Regions from separate parts of the Sus scrofa genome. Here region 1 is linked to region 2. The links are chromatin contacts, called in public Hi-C maps. All regions are on one chromosome and are shown on one strand. Each heading gives the region's core, a stretch centred on a gene start, on an enhancer-like site or on the middle of the called end of the contact. The rest is flanking DNA. Distances are from core to core; before and after follow the strand shown.

Region 1 (5,564 bases), core at 1,710-4,209, 76 kb before region 2:
TTCTTAAAATACACATGCAACTTACATAAAATTATGTACTTGGTAGTAAAGCCAGCTTTCATGCAAGTACTCTTGAACTCAGATCCCCGCTATAGAAATTTTGGGAAGAGCTTCCAATTCCACCACCTCCCACACGGTTCCACTAAGGGTACAGAGTGGAGACAATGTCAAATACAAAGGTGCCTTATGAGTAGGATCTCTAACTTAATTCGAGGTGCTGCTTTTATTTTTCCAACAAAGAAACAAGGAAAACACCTCAATAATGATAACTATGTTAGGAAAGTTCAACCAATTCAAGGTTAAGAAGGTCAACAGACTTTGTCTAAGGTAACAGGTTGTATTAAAATTAAAATTCTTAAGTGCTTTATTTGTCTGCTGACTTGCTTCTTCTCCTTTTCGCATGGAGTATTAAAGGAATGGGAAGTCTTCAAGTCAGGCTAATTATGTGGCTGTGCATAAAATTTACTGAAGTAGTGAAAACAAGGATTTATGCACCACACTTAAAGGGTAATAATCTCATGAGCCCAGACTGGCAGAATCAAAAGTCAGTATCATGGTTAGTCGTCTGGAAGTTGCCCATAATTCAGATGTTTGGCACTAAGTAAACAAAAGATATGGATGAGTCATGGATTTTTTTTTTTTTTAACTTCTGGGAAAAATTTTGGGTACGTAATGTTAAATATTAATTGAGCTCATGTATTGCACATAGCATTAAACTTATGTAACCAAGTAGGAGCTACCAGTATATAAAAACCATCAGGGATAACTTTGATAAGAGGGTTATTCAAAGAATACTTTTATGTTTTATTGTCTGAGAGATTCTGCCCACACATTTATAAAACGCCTCTCCAGAGATATAACAATGGAGTAATTTTCCTGAGAGATTTTTGACTAAGGTTTTAGTGTTTCCCAGCATATTCTGAATATACTTATACCTACATAGAAATGTGAGGACTTGTATTAATAGATAATATTACCCCCAAAGAGCTGAGTTTGTGAGGCAGATTGCAAAGAGTGTGATGGGTATATATTAGTGAAGGGGTGGGTGACAGAGTTCTGACTGCAGGGGGTGAAAGCAGGGAGGAATTGCTGGTGGAAATTCACATTGAAGAATCTTCCATTTAGGTGAGAGTTTAATTTACCTTGAGAATGAAGCATCTAGGTACTGTGCTTTTGTGCCACTTTCAGCAGATTTTTTTAGTTCATAATTTTCCTCTGGCTGGGGTTGTAAGATATTTATGCTCGACTGTGTTCATTGTTTTTTGTGAACTTATAAAAATTGCTTTTTTATTAGTCTATAAAAGCCATGTTTGGAGACAGACTAAAATAAAAATTAATGCAACTTATCACCCTACAGCACAGAACAAGTGCCTGTTTCAATCTCTTATTTAAGTACCACAGATGTGTTGAAACCTAATAAAAGTTGTTCCCTGGCCCATCAACCTTAACCAGGGAGCAAGAAGCTGATATCTATGAATTGCCCACAACCAAAAGGGAAGTCTTTGGAGAGCTGCACTGCAAAAACTCTGAGAATTAGTATTTTCTGACTACAAACATAAAGTATGGGCTTTCTGAAGAAGTATATCTATCACTTAATTAATAGCTTCTTGCTCTATCATCTTGATTTAAAAAGAAAATAAGTTTGACAGAACATTGTAAATCAACTATAACAAAAAAAAAAATAAAAAAAGTAAGTCCTTTTGATTGTGACATGCCTCACTTTGGCTTTAAAATCTATCTTATTGAACAAAAAAGGAGGTTACATTCTCTCTGGTCCTTAAATGGCAAGCAGTGAGATATATGAGGTTAGCTTGTTTAAAGCATGCTCAACAGCTATAGCCCCGTGTCCATGAGGGCATTCATAATGTAATAAGAAATATATCACACTGACTAGTTTGACAAAATCATAGCAACAAAAGCAATGAGAATTGTTATTATTACTACAAGTATACTACAAAAACAAACCAAAGCATAGCTCATTGCCCTATGGATGTTACTGATTTCCAGAAGAGAGCTTGGGCTTCCCAGTTCACTTCTGAATGGTGTCTAGGGGTGCAGTGAAGCTTGCCAGCACTTGCTGAGCAAGCCAGGTAACTGGCACACAGAAAGATAAAGGACAAGAGGAAGAGAGACAAATACAATCTTTCTTTTTTTTTTTTTTTTTTCACCCTAGACTTTCCTATCTAGTTTTCTCATGAGATGGAAAGGCCAGCAGCCTTCAACAGGTTGATGCTTCCTTCAGTATTCTCACCTCCCTAGTCTCCAGCCCCTGATCTGGGCCAGGAATCTTGTTGTAGGCATTGTGCCCTTGTTTTCATTCATCAAAAGCAGCCCTGAATGTGGAGGTGGGGGGCGGGGCACACAGAAGGAACAGAAAGGAAAACACTGCCCCATGCTTTCTCCCTCTGGTTACTTTTCAGACATATTCTCAAGGACATGTCAAACTCTGAATGAGTATTTTTATTCCTAGACCACACTCTTTTCAGCTGGTTCTCCCATCCCTTACTTGAACTATGAAAATTAAAAGCTGTGTCTGGTTAATCTTTAGGAAAAGTAAGCTGGCCCTTCCAAATGTGATAAGAAGCTGGTTAAAATGATCTGGGGTTAAAGCAATCATTATTTGGGAAAATGCTAGCTAAATAGATACCATCTGTACCCCCAGAGTGAGCACATCTTATCCAGCTCCTGACCCATCATCTTTGAGCTGCTGCTCTTGGGACTCAGTCTTTGAATATACGCCTGGGGTTCCCAGGACACAGACCAATTGGTTGTGCAATGAAGACTTTATGAGAAACTCTTTTTTCCCCCTTTTCCTAAGGGCCTGAAATCAGCAAGCCAAAAAACATTTTATCCTAATATAGAAAAGAATTAGACAGCAGATGCTTCTTCACAGCAGCCTGCATGCTGGGGAGAGGGAAAAAAATGGCGCAGCCCTCCCTCTGGCAAGAGTTAGGGCTGAATCATCATGGGAGTGTTTGTGGTAGAATCATATTTTTCTTTTAGATAGTGGAACTATTATCGTCACTGGGCTCTGGACAGCAAGTCCAGAGTGACTTTGGTGAATCTACTCTTTTCACCACATAAAGAGTGTGTCTTTGGCTCCCAGGGAACAAAACATACAAGACTATTATCGTGGGAGGAGAGCAGATAGAAGGAGACCCTGGAAAAAAAAAAAAAAAAAAAAAAAAAAAACCAAAAAACTGGCTGAGATCAGGACATGAGACCATGAGACGAGCCAACAAAGTAATGAAGAAGATTTGTTTCTTTTTGAACTCAGGGTGGGGATGTGGGTCATATCTCCATAATCATGTGAAAACAAAAGGTCACACCATGGAATGATTTTCCCAGAGGCCTCCATGAGACAAGCTACAAAATCAACTCTGTCATCCAACCAAAGACCACCACTAGGGGCTGGGATAATTTCTTTGGCTTGGTGATTGAAAGCATAATTTTCTCAGCATTACCTCATTACCCAGAGGCTTATTCAGATCAGGAAGGGAAAGGGGAAAGAAGAAGAGAGAGTTACTGAAGGAGCTCCTTCAAGCATTAGATGATTTCCATGTCTAATGCTTTAGGTCGTCACCTATACAATTGCAATAGATGTCTACCTTGACTCTTGCTACTTGTCTTTTCTCTCATTTAATCAGTTTTCCCAACTGGCCCTTGTTTGTTCTTCCCAAAGGACTAAGTAGCCTCCTGTAATCCTTTCCCACTGCTAGCTTCCCATTAACTATCAAGAAAAGTCTATCTTCTTCAGTCTGAACATCTATGAAGTGTGGATGCTTCACAACTCTTCTGATCCCACCTCCCGCTAGTGCAGTCCCTCTGATCTAAGATGCTTTTCTTCTCACTCCTCCTGGGAGACGCCACTTTCATTTCTATGTATTCACTCCTCTGACTATCTTGTTCCCATCGAAATGTGTTCCTTCCCTACATCTGTCCATCCAGACGTCTGTTTTCCAAGCCTCTCCTTCAAGATTATCTCCAGTATAAACATATTTTATATTTATATAATATTTCATCAGTTTATATAAATATTCAAAATATTTCCCCAAATCCTTTCAGTATGTGGCCTTTAAGCCTCATCACCAGTCGTTGGAAATGGGAAAATAAGTTCAAATAAGGCAAACACTCAGAAGCTCTTTTGGAATCATCATCAAAAATCATTATTCTTCTGTCTTTCTTCTTTTTGCTAGGTCAAGAGCTCAGAGGAAACTTTGAACTAGCCAGGACACCAGATGACATCAAGCCAAACACTATCATTTTAAAGATATGTGGCTAGTCTTGACTGAGATCACACAACCTGAGAAATCATATTTCTAGGCTCATAGCTCAGTAATTTCACCCTAATCTGTTTATATAATTTTCTGTCTTAGCCTATTTGTGGCTGCTGGAATAATAAATATTATTAATATAATTTCAAAAAAAATAAAGCATAAGGGAGGGAACATAAAATTTAGGGTTTGCCTGAAATAGCCCTCAGTTTTTCTATTTTTGATACTTCCAAATTCTAATGCAGGAGTTCCTATTGTAGCTTGGGGGGGTTAAGAACCCAACTAGTATCCATGAGGATGCAGGTTTGATCCCTGGCCTTGCTCAGTGGCTTAAGGATCTGGCACTGCAGTAAGCTGTGGGATAGGTTTTTAGATGAGCTCTGATCCTGCCTAGCTGTGGCTGTGGTGTAGGCTGGTAGCTGAAGCTCCAATCTGACCCCTAGCCCAGGAACTTCCATATACTACAGGTGCAGCCCTAAAAAAAAGGAAAAAAAAAAAGGTTAATACATGCTAATCGATGATGATTGTTTGCACTTTTATTCTGTTTCACTATTTTCTTTTTGATATTTTATTTTATTTGATTAACTACTTTACTTACTTACTTACTTATTTTTAGGGCCGCACCTGCAGGATATGGAAGTTCCCAGGCTAGGGGTCCAATAGGCCTGTACCCCAGCCTCAGCAACACCAGATCTGAGCCATGTCTATACCACAGCTCATGGCAATGCTGGATCCTTAACCCACTGAGTGAGGCCTGGGATTGAACCTGCATCCTCATGGATCCTAGTCAGGTTGATTATCTCTGAGCCACAAAGTGAACTCCTCTTTTTGACATTTTAGAAGTTGCTTTGGATCCAAGTAACCATTTACTTATGTCACTAATTAGGCTCCATCATCAAAAAAGAACCCCATTCTGTCTTCCATGTAGTTGGGTTACTGTTCATTGTTCTGCACTCTGAGATAGAGCAAGAGTCAAAAGGCTCGGCCTAAAAAAGATACAACCCAAAGGGAGTTTCCATGAAAATGCTGATGAAATATTCAAAAGTAGACAAATGCTTACAAATGTAAGAAGAAGAGTAGACATTTGATACACTTTAGAAATATTCTAAGATCACTACTTTAATGCTTTGAAATGCCAAGAGGCATTTCTAGATGTAATAAAATTAAAATATAAGTATGGTTTTAATAAAAGAATTTTAAAGCAAGATTCAAAAGTGCTGGGATCCAGCCTTTTTATCAAGGCATTGGCCATTAATTTCCTTGAGTGTAAGTTCCCTATCAGATCATAAT
Region 2 (5,505 bases), core at 2,785-5,284:
GAAGAAGAAATTGAAAAAAATATCATAACTATCAAATTAGCTTTTTTAAAAAATCATTTCCTCATATTTTCGTTCCTGCTGGCATCTTCCCAAGGTCATGGACTTTACCTTCATTCATTCAACAACTGATTGTTAATCATCTTACTTTCCACTAGGATGTATCTGGTGGGACATTAAGAGATGATGACCTGGTTATTTATTAAATATAGAAATAAATCATATTAGGTGCTAGACACTGTTTTGATGCTTGTCAAATATTTACGTATTTAATCCTCATAGCAATGTTAAAATGCACTATCATTATCCTCATTTTATATATTTTGGAAATGGGAACCTAGGGAGATTAAGTTCACAGACCTGGTAGTAGGAAAAATGGTACTTGAACCCATGCTATCTGGCTCCAGAATCTGGGCTTTGAACCACCAAGCTCTGCGATGATAGTGTTATAGACTAATCTGTGCAGACGATGGAGTCCTAATAGACCATGATGGCCAACTTGGTCCTTCCAATTCTGCCCCATGGACCTTCTGAAGCTGGTGATTCCCTCCTTCTAATGTATCACAAATATCATCATGGGGTTTAAGACCAGGAAGTTCTCAGGAAAATGCTGAGAGAACTAACAGGGAATCGGTCCCATCTCTGGATTCCCTCAATATTCTCTTTACATTCCCATAAAGCCACTGCTTATACCACATCTTTATTTACTTAGTCATACATAAGTTTTATTCATCTTGGTATGCCTACAGCACTTACCTCACTACACAAATATGCACTTTAAATGTTTGACAGATGATAGAAATTAAAGAATGATTAAACTATTCAATATAACCAAAGTCATATCGACAGTTAAAATTTTAGCATCTTTGGATATTTCTGGTAAAATGGTAGGGTGGACAATCCTGCAGTAAATAAATTCTCTTTCTGCCTTATTATCAATCCTGATTATATAACACTTTGAACAAGTGTTAACACTTATTATTATTCCAACTGTGGAGTGATCTTTTGCTGTTCTAGTTCTGAGGAAATAATAATGAAGGACATTTATTGGTCATTTATTATGAGTTAGATGGTTGGTATGGACTAAATATTTGTATCCCCCCAAAATTCATGTGTAGACTCCCTAGTTCCCAAAGTGATGGTATTTCAAGATGGGAAACTTGGGAGCTAATTAAGCCATGAGGGTATAGCTCTTATGAATGGGATTAGTACCTTTATGAGACCAAACATGAGAGAGATGATCTCTCTAACATGTGAGTACAAAGCAAGAAGGCATTCGTCTACAGAGCAGGAAGACAGTGCTCAGCAGGAACAGAATCGGCCAGCACCTAGATCTTGAACTTCCCAGCCTCCACAAATGTGAGGAATGTTTAAGCCATCTACTCTGTTTGTTATAGGAGCCTGAATTAAAATAGCAGTTTTACAATGCCTTTATATGTAACTCATTTAATCCTCATAGTCATATACAACCAACTCTCATTATTCATAATAGCTATGTTCTACAACACTGATCTGATGCTTCTAGGAGTAATAAAGGATTATGTTCCTAAAAGAATCTGGTTGAAATATTTTCTTTGATCAATACAAAATGTCTGTTGAAAGACATTTTGTTTAATATGTACTATTAATTTACATTAAACTTGTGGCCAACAGCACTCAGACCAACTCATGCCTGAACAAAGCTTATCTAACACATATATTTTCTCTGTAAGGCACATCACAGCACACTTACACTAAAGAACACCAAATAGCATTCAGCACTATGCTTAAGGGCCATTTTAAACAGTGAAATCACCAATAAAAGCACAAAGATGTTAAACACATGGCACTAAATCAACCATAAAAAGTATACTTGTTTAGAATATAAGAGCTGAAACAAGTCAGAGCATCACCTTGCTCTCCCTTAATCGGGAACTTAGACACTGGACAACTCAAATTTTTCACCACTCTTTGCATCTTTGCAAATGACCACATGACTATTGATCTCGGAGTCATAAATAAATTGTAGGGAGAGTAGGTAAATTCACAAATATGGAATTTGTGAATAATGAGTTTACAGACTGAATGTATGTGTTCCCTCCAAATCCATATGTTGAAGCTCTACACTGCAGTATGGCTGGATGTGGAGGTGGGACATCCGAGAAAGTAAATTAAAGTTAAATGAGGGCATAAGGTTGGGCCCTGGATCTGACAGGATTAGCGCCTTTATAAGAAGAAACACTGGAGGGCTACCCACTTCAACTTACACATACTGAGAAAAAGCCATGTGAGGACACAGTGACAAGGCAGCTTCCTGCAAACTGAGAGGAGAACTCTCACCAGGAAGCGAATCAGCTTGAACCTTCATCTTGGACTTCTAGCCTCCAGAATTGTAATTAAAATGTTAAACTTCTGCTGTTTAAACAACTGAATAACGTAAGACAACAAGCTTATAACTCCACTTTAAGGGTGAGGAGATTCAGGCACAGAGATGGTATGTAAATAGCACATGATTATCATATCTACTATACTTAATGGATCAAGTTTCAAAGCTAAGCAGTCTGACTCAAGATTACATGCTTTAAGGGCTCGAACATGTTGCTGGACTTCTTCCCTTGACGAGACCACATGATTAGGCTGTCCTTCCCTTTTCCTCCAGATTGGTCTGTGGAATCATCAGGTTGAGCTCTGAAACACACTTTTCGCTTCCTGACTATAATATAGATTCTCTTACAGCTCTCAGATTGATTCCCTAATGGCTCAAGACTTGCAAAGAGCAGAATACAGACACTGAGAGTTAGAAGATGATCCTCCTGCCTGGACAGGACTGGGAGACGAGTTCTCTCAGCTTCCTGCAGTCAATCTCCTCTTGAAAATTTCCTCTCCTTGACTGGGTTGTATCCATTAATCAGGAAGAAAGCTTTCCAAGTGCACAGACCATGTTACTATATTGTAACAATCAAATTTATTACACTACATTCTTTCCATATGCCTGAGTATAGCCAATGTACTTTATTTGATGACACTTCAGTTTATTGGTTCTTAATGCTTTTAGGATCATGGACCATTTTGAAAATCTCAGGAAAATTATGGACAGATACTCCCAGAAAAATGCACATGCTGAATGACATGGAAGCTTTTGCATAAATTTCAATGGCTCAGGATCCTTCTTCCCTTCTGCAAATCATTGCTGCATAGACATTTCATTTACATGGAAGGATGGAAGCCTCTAGCACCACTGTATACAGTATTAATGACAGCAAATGGACCATCTAGAATGGACAGATTGGCATGAATGTGAAGGTGGGTTTCTGATCATTGCGAAGCTTCTTGTTTCATTATATTAGGTTTATCTTTATCTTGTATTTCAATACCTCATCTTTATTTTCACAGTCCTTTAGCTGTTTGCAAGCCCTTCTTACTCAGAATCAGGGGCAAAGTACAACATGAACATGTAAAGAAAGAAATGTTCTGCTTCCCTTTAGAGGAGCATCGGTTTCTGAACCTTGGGAAATGGGTGATCTTACCACACAGTCAGGCAGAGTTTCCAATGGCAACTGAGAGGAGAATAGCAGGAAACCAGTTCAACAGCTGACACCAAAATGCTTTTCCATATGTAAAGCTGTCTTAAACCCACAAGAGACACTGAGAATAAACTTTGTGCTTTCTTTTCTTTTTGCTTAATACCAAATGGGTCAGGGAGAAGCACTGGACGCTTTTAAAAATGCACTTATAATTTTGAATCCAAGCTGTGAGAGTACCCATTGGAGACAACTGTTCTCTCATGGCCTGCTTTGAATAAACAATCAGGGCTCTGTGTGATATTACTTCTTAACCAGATTCTAGCATTGAGCTGTTGGCTCGCCATGGTTACTTGCATTTTAAACCAGTGTCTCCCTTTCCTTCCCCTTGGCTAAGATTCCTGCTTACTTGGCAATGGCTCCTTTTCATTTGAACTTTTGCCCTCTTTTAATCTCCACCAAATTTTAGTCTAAAAGAACCTTTCACAGGCACCTTTTGTTACTCTGAGTTTCTTTCTCGTGTGAGAACCAGCTTAGGGAGCTGGTTACTGGAAAACACTCAAGGCCCTGTCTTCCTTCTCTGTGAAGCCAGCAGTGACAGGCTGTTTTGTGTGTGTACTTTCCTTTTAAAAAATCAAGGAAGCACAAGATGCAAGCTGTTTGCTGAAAACAAAATGTTTTCTTTCAAAAGCAAGTGAACACACACATATTTGCATCTGTCCGTGTGGCTTTACTCTTGTCCATTCCAGGGCTGCTCCTCTTTATTTCCTTAGCATATCACACTGTTGAAACTTATTTCAGATCAAAAGCCAAACCAGTGAAGACTTTACTCCCTCCCGACTTCTCATACCAGTCACAATTCAGTGAGGCCTAGCAGATCCTCGACATCTGCGGAACCTGTTTCCCTTTCAAAAGAATAACCACTATGTCAATCCCTCTTCTTATTTTACAGTTACATGATCAGTTTCCGACTTAAACAGAGCCTACCATTTACTCAGAACTTCATGCCTCTTCCTGTCCAATCCATGGGTTCACTCCCATGCCTGGCCGTAGACACTTAGTTCTTTTCTGCTTTCCATTGCTCATTCTAGCCATGCCTAACCACTCAGCCATAGCAGTTCCACTCCTTGAATTAAATGTACCATCTCTCTCTACATTCATTTTCCTGAGCCTTAAAACATACAGGTCTGTTCACAACCACCAGTCCTAACAACCTACTTTCCAGCTGAAGCTAGAACGTACCTTAGAGATGAATAATTCAGTTTTACAAATCTCCTGTACCCTGTGTTAAATATTCTAGACCTTTTTTCTTTTTCTTTTCACTCTGCCACTCTCAATGATCTTTTTGCCTTCTATTTTCCTCAGAAGACAGGAGTTTACTGGCTTAAGCTACCGCTTTTGCTCATACTCATTCTTTTTTCACACCAAGTGGCTACTTTGGGGCCATCATTGAGTCTTAAATAGACTTTCAGGAAAGGGAAACCAACACCTTAATCTGTGTGAGCTTTAGATAAAGTCTTTCCATGTAGGAGACCATGCACCATATTTTCATCATAGTCACAGACATTTTTTTCTCCACCTGTTCCAATTCTTCTACCTTTAAACCTGCTGAAGTTATTAAAAATAACAGCAGCAAATTTCAAACAAGCAAATTTCTATACATGCTTCTCACTACCATTCAACTTGTTTTCATCAAGTTCAAATCCACACTTGACTTGTCTGAATCTGCCACACTCATCTCCTCATCTCCACTCCTCTGCTCTCTCTCTCTTTTTTTTTTTTTTTTTGCTTTTTTTTGTTTGTTTGCTTTCTGTCTTTTTAGGATTGCACTTGAGGCCTATGGAAGTTCCCAGGCAGGCTAGGGGTTGAATTGGAGCCATATCCGCTGGCCTACACCACAGCCACAGCAATGTGGGATGCAAGCCACGTCTGTGACCTATACCACAGTTCACGGCAATGCCAGATCCTTAACTCACTGAACAAGGCCAGGGATCCAACCCACATCCTC

What was found. Hi-C and Micro-C count contacts between places; a contact is called where the count stands out from the background.
Region 1: a contact with region 2 is called in a Hi-C map of skeletal muscle, with 3 times the contacts expected there. The contact joins two enhancer-like sites. A contact is called at or near these places in 2 of 47 Hi-C or Micro-C datasets (heart right ventricle and skeletal muscle) and 1 of 2 datasets of contacts at active chromatin or transcription factors (skeletal muscle).

The regions. Positions count from the first base shown.
Region 1 is chr7:14,741,211-14,746,774 of Sscrofa11.1, reverse strand. All of the region lies in intron 1 of LOC106504333 (a long non-coding RNA gene), which reads right to left. Among named protein-coding and RNA genes, the nearest start is that of ID4, 540 kb to the left of the region's middle. Within about 2 kb of position 2,959, at least 15 of the 83 cell types and tissues checked have an H3K27ac peak or open chromatin away from gene starts, as enhancers often do. A contact at or near this core is called in skeletal muscle, where this site is marked.
Region 2 is chr7:14,666,355-14,671,859 of Sscrofa11.1, reverse strand. No RefSeq gene overlaps it. Among named protein-coding and RNA genes, the nearest start is that of ID4, 610 kb to the left of the region's middle. Within about 2 kb of position 4,034, at least 17 of the 83 cell types and tissues checked have an H3K27ac peak or open chromatin away from gene starts, as enhancers often do. A contact at or near this core is called in skeletal muscle, where this site is marked.